2 separate regions of the Capra hircus genome follow, and region 2 is linked to region 1. The links are chromatin contacts, called in public Hi-C maps. All regions are on one chromosome and are shown on one strand. Each heading gives the region's core, a stretch centred on a gene start, on an enhancer-like site or on the middle of the called end of the contact. The rest is flanking DNA. Distances are from core to core; before and after follow the strand shown.

Evidence for each region. A called contact is a pair of places that touch in the nucleus more often than the background predicts.
Region 2: a Hi-C map of blood shows a contact between it and region 1, with 2.1 times the contacts expected there. The contact joins the enhancer-like site here to the promoter of ADCK2 in region 1. A contact is called at or near these places in 3 of 5 Hi-C or Micro-C datasets (all in blood).

The regions. Positions count from the first base shown.
Region 1 is chr4:16,421,576-16,424,391 of ARS1.2, forward strand. It overlaps ADCK2, which reads right to left and starts at 1,349. Exons shown (of 8, transcript XM_005679526.3): 1 at 417-1,349. The coding sequence starts at 1,349.
Region 2 is chr4:16,535,247-16,538,133 of ARS1.2, forward strand. DENND2A (DENN domain-containing protein 2A) reads left to right here. Exons shown (of 19, transcript XM_018046863.1): 19 at 668-1,011. The coding sequence ends at 699. Among named protein-coding and RNA genes, the nearest start is that of MKRN1, 39 kb to the right of the region's middle. Within about 2 kb of position 1,330, at least 3 of the 5 cell types and tissues checked have an H3K27ac peak or open chromatin away from gene starts, as enhancers often do.

The sequences.
Region 1 (2,816 bases), core at 99-2,598:
GATGATGGAGCCGGGCAGGGGTAACTGGAAATGAACCGAGAAGGAAGCTGATGTAAAAATGAACGCTGCCCTCTTGGACTTGCCACAGTAACACCTAACCTAGTCTGTCTTCCATTTATCCTGACCCCAGAGCCAAGAGGTCAGCTGGATGGATGATGGGTCCTCCCCCCGCAGAGACAGCCAACTCCACAGCCTCTTCATCTTCCTTTTTCAGGCCATTCGCATCACTCTCCTTCAAGCCAAGAAATCAAACAGCTTGTGTGTCACAGGTACTCAGATAATGGTCAAGGTGAAAGAAATCAACGGAAGGCACCGTGGGGTAATTTGCAAAGGGTTGTATCCTGACCTGGGTAGCCCCATGGAGTTGGTGAGGTTTTAGAGATGGGAGGCCTGGCTGCAAACATCAGAACACTTACTTTCACGGCCACGGGGACGAGGTGATCTGGCTCCTGTTCATGGGCGGTCCCTGAAGCCTGAGACAAGGATGCATTGGATCCAACCAGGTCCGCTTTAGGGAAGAGCAGCCTTTCTACAAACGACTGGTCGGCAAGACTCTCTTGAGGCCTCCCCGCCTTCTCCAGGCGTCCAGAGAGCTCGCCCAGCCCCCCAGCTGCCCCAGTTTCCGAGGAGAGCTGCAGTCTGGAGGCCGTAGCCAGTCTCTGGATGCTGTCGTTCTCCAGGAAGGCAGGATTGGCTCGCGCTTTGTACACTTGGGCCACGCAGCCGGAACCCACTGGCTCCTGCTTCTCAAAGAAGAGGACCCTCTCCCAATCCTCCCCAAAGGCCTGGCGCAGGAAGTGTTCGGTGTGAGTCCAAGGATGGGGCGACACCTGGACGTGCAGCCTGGAGAACTGGGCGCAGAACGCCTCTGAGAAGAGATCCCGCCGAGTGCTGGCCCATTGGCCCAGCTTGATGTAGGTGGGGCCCGAGGTCTCGGTGGCTTTCAGAAGCAGGTGGAGCCAGAGACTGGAGACACTGGGAGCCAGATAGGTGAGGGGGTAGAGCAGGAGGAGGGGGAAGAATTTCACCAAGAGAGCCCCTGCTCTGAGCCAGATGCGCACGTGCAGGAGGAGCCAGCCCAGCCGCCCCTCCGTAGGGACTCTTTCCAGCGGCCCATTTTCAGCCAGGTCACTCCAACTGGTGGTCTGTCGACGTACGCTCTCCGGAGCCCCCTTGCCAATGTCCTCACAGGTGGAGACGAGTTTGGGCAAAGTGCCAAGCAGAAGCCAACAGAGTCTAGCCTTGCGACAGCCCCCAGAGGGTCTCAGAAGGCCGAGTTCCTTTCTGAGCGCAAAACCTCTCAAGTGCGCCAAGCAGACCCTGAGAGAGAAGCGCCAGGGGGTCACCATCCTCTCCCAGAGGTCACGGCCTCGGCTGCCTGCCTCCACTTAAGGAGGGCCCATCTATGTTCCTTCTTTCCGCAAGGATGACATGAGTCCGGGCCTCCGCTGAGTATTCCGTTTAACAGCGGGGCAGCAGCGAGATGAAGGGGGCGCGCAGACCTGGCCGCCCGTGTGCAGTCCTCAGGACAGGGACGTGACCTGCGCGAGGTGGCCGCGCGGGCGGAGACGGAGCCGGGCGACCGCAGGGTCACCGCGCACGCCCGCCGGCGCCAGAGTGCACCCGCCGAGGGCCAGGACGCAGCAGGGCTGCGCGGAGAGGGGCGCGAGGGGCACCGATCGGAGGGCCGCGGTGCGGAGAGCCTGATGGGGGTCAGGAAGAACCAGATAAGGCGAGGGGTGGAGAGCTGGGGCCGGGGGCGGGGGCAGCGCGATGGTCGAGGACCAGGGCAGCGAGCGCGCGGTGGGGAGGAGTCGGGTGGGGGCTCCAGAGAGCCGAGGTCCCAAGGGCACTGGAGGTCTGGGCGCCAGGGGCGGGGAAGGGGAGCGGAGGGTCACGGAGCGGAGTACCGGAGATCGGGACCCAGAGGGGCCGGGGGTCCGAGGACCGGGGATCCGGACCCGGGGGGGCCGGGGAGCAGGGATCCCGAAGCCCAGGCCGCGCGAAGCGCGTCTTCCGGGACCGCCCGCCCGCCGGCTCGGGAACCGCCCCTTTAAAGCGAACGCGACCCAGACTCCGGCAGAGATTCACCCGGCCCTCGGGTCCTGGGGTCCCACAAATAGAATTAACGCCAAAGGCGCCCTCCACACCCGGTCTCTCCACTGTGCCTCTGTCTCTCCAATGACATTGTAGCTTTCCTTACAAAGAGCGTGGAAACGCTGGAATGCCGGGGATATTGATAGCCGGTTCCTGAACACAGGTCTGGTTTTCAACTGAGCGGGACCGGGAGGGTGGTGGGAGGAGCTGGGTGGGGGGTGTTGTCCTTGGACAGCGAGATTCCCAGGCTGCCCTGATTTGGGGAACGTGTTTGAACCCGGGGCTGTGGCTCCGGAAAGAGTGATCATTCATTCAACCAAGTCTATATTTCTTAAACTCCATCTAATATTTATCGAGGCTCAATAATATCTACCGTGCGAGGTCCTGGGAACATGGAAACACACATCCTGACCTTGCAGGCTCATCACTTTTGAGGAAGATCTCACCATGAAAGAAGGGAACAATGGGGACGATGCCCTGCGGGGCTCCTGGACATGAAGGTCTCTTTGTCCCCCATTTCTTGTAGGCAAGACTCCAGCCTCCATGACCTTCTCTGAGTCCCAAAGGGCAGAACAGTTGCTAATCAAGGGAGGAGCAGCCAGGAAACCACCTGAGGCACGATTAAAGGGTATTCAAGAATTAGGAGACCTAACCATCCAAGCCGCTGCACACCCTAACCTTGTCAGCAACCTCACCCTTTTGAAACTTTGCAGAAGAAG
Region 2 (2,887 bases), core at 80-2,579, 110 kb after region 1:
ACGGCATTGCTCTTCTTTCAGTCTTACCTCCCACAGCTTCAGTCTTTTGGGGAGTGGGGCTTAGAAATATGATGAATGGAACCAGAGAAGGGGGCCTGGAGGTAGAGACCTGGGCCAGTCTCCAGATGATGCTGAATAGTGGAAATGTAAAAATTTCAGTAAGGACTGCAGTTTAACCAGGCAAAAAAGGCCCTTACTAGGAAATGGAGGAGGAGAAGAAAGCAAAAAGCATGAGAGAGGGAGGGAGCAAGCCCCAGTGAGGAAGAGCTGCGGTGAGGCCGGCCCCGCTTAGAGCCTCACCCGGGGGGCTGGTGCCTGGGAAGGGACCACCGACCTCCTGCAAGGCTGGGCCTGCGTTTGTCCCCCTCAGGGCTCCCAGGGAGGCGTGACAGTCCGTGCTTCCTGTGTCATCATTTCAGAAGCAACTGACAGCCTGCAGCTCTGACAGTCTTCCCTTCAAAAGATCCCTGTTCACAGGGGAGGCGCATGAGGAGAGCAGGGGGCACGCAGGCAGGGGGATCCCCCCCAACTTCTCCTGGGCCCTGGGGTGAAGCTCGGGGGCGGTGTGGGAGCCCCAGCTGTCCACACCACAGCTGGTGTGAAAAGGGCAGGATTTTAACTCGGCTCCTCTGTCTGCCTGGTGCAATGTTCTCGTTTTCTTTTTTAGGCAATAAAATGAAGTTTCTCCACAAGAAATAGCCCTCAACCCAGAATCCAGGGAAAACTTCCTCCCAGGGCAACCACGTCTTAAAAACAGTCCTGGCAGTCTTCCTGAGAAGCCGGTCCTTGGTTGTCCCAGGTGCTGGGATGAAGGCCTGGATGGTTTCCGCCCACCCCTGGGGTGTCCTCAGGGACAGGACCCCAGAGCTGCGGGCAGGCAGCTTCTTCAGAACAGCATTGGACATGGGACCTGGGACCAGGCACGTTCAGAGGGATTGTTTTGGTTTGTTGGATTCGGGGCGTTTGTTTATTTTTTTTTAATCTTAGATATTAAAAAAGAAGAAGAAGAAACGTGTTTGGGTTTTCTTTTTATTACGCCAAGGCTAAGACAGCTGTCGTGTCCTGTGTCATGAACCTTTCCTGGGTTCATCCTGCCTGGTAGCTCATGCTGGAGCCAAGGGGAGGAGACTGGGAAGGAGCTGCCCCCAGGGACTTGGAACCGAGATGCTCCCCGGGGCAGAACTGGGGACAGATTGGGGGGTCAAGGGAGAGACACCGTGGCAACACCCGCGGGCACTGCAGACCCCACGCCGCGGGTGTCAGGGCGGGAGTCCTCTCTGGGAAGGGATTGCAGGGAGTGGAGTGCGGTCTGTGCTGGAAAGGAGGACGGGACAGCAGCAGGATCTGGTTTCCTGGGTTGAACAGCTCTTTCAGCCCGGCCGGTGACGCCACCTGCTGGCCGAGCCCGCTTGTCGTCACGTCACCAACGCCTGTGGTCCCAAATGGTCCTGATTCTCCTGGACGGCCTCTTTTCCCTCAGAGGCTGCAGAGCGCGCCCCTGCCCGGGATTCCACCACTTCTACAGGTATACACAAAAAGAGGCTCTCTCTTCGTAAGATGTTAATAAAATATTCTTAGGGCCCTAAAGTTTATGATGCTGCTCACCTTAAAGTCCGCAACCCACGGCCATTCCTATTTTACTGCAGATTTTCTCATCTCGTGTAGGGCCCAGAACAGCATGTGTAGTCGTACACGCCACACATGTAGGATGAATGGAGGGGCTTCTGTTGTCATCAAGAAGCAGCATCAACGTTGGGTACATACATGATCGAATGAACTTACAAAAGGGAAAGAGACTCACAGACTTAGAGACCGAACCTATGGTTGCTGGGAGAGGTGGGGGAGAGATTGGGGGGAAGGGACAGTTAGGGAGCTGGAGACAGACGTGTACACACTGCTATATTTAAAGTGGATAACCAAGAAGGCCCTACTGTACGGCACAGAGAACGCTGCTCAGTGTTATGTGGCAGCCTGGGTGGAGGGGAGTTTGGGGGAGAATGGCTGCGTGTTTATGCATGGCTGAGTCCTTTCACTGTTCACCTGAAGCTATCATGTCTTTGTTAATCGGCTATACCCCAACACAAAATAAAAAGTGAGAAAAAAAGGAGCATCAAAACTTTTTACAGCGAGGGGAGGAAGCAGGAGGCGTGGGAGAAGGCTGCACTCCAGGGGGCGCCATCCTGCCCCAGTGGGAAGAGAGCCTTGGGCAACACAGGCACGCTCTCAAAGCAGGCCTCGGGCCTCCCCCGCCGGCAACCCACTGCCTAGTAACCCACCAGGCGGGTTCCCTCTGGGTGGCACCAGGAACCCTACGAAAACACGCAAAAGGAGTGTGCTCTGACCCTGGCAATGACCCTGGGGCCTGGGCTGCCCGGCAGAGGTTCTTGACCTTTAAGGAGATGGGAGCAAAGAGTCTTCCGAGAAAAGGACAAGAGGAAAATGAGGAGAGGTCAACCTTTCACCCCGTACTAGGGGTTCTTAGCTAAAGTCATGGTCCACCAAATTGTATCCAAGATTTGGTGTGTCCATTCGTTTTGGGGGCAAGAATCCATAGTTTACATCAGATCTGAAAGGGTCCAAGGCCCCCCAAAAGGATAGGAACATAACAATTACCTAGGTGTATAGATATGTATGGTTGGGGGTTGGGGAAGACTGAAAGAGAATCTCTGGGTGTGGGGACTCAGGAATTTGTAACAAGCGCCTCAGATTAGTTTATTAACACCAATATTCTGCCCAAAGATGATCACTTCCTTAATATTTTGGTATATACTTTCTTTTCTAACTTATTTCATATTATACTGTTTACTCAACACCTCTCAATGAGTAAATATACACTTTTGTCAACATTTCCAATGGCTATGTAATATTCTGTTTTGCAGATATGATA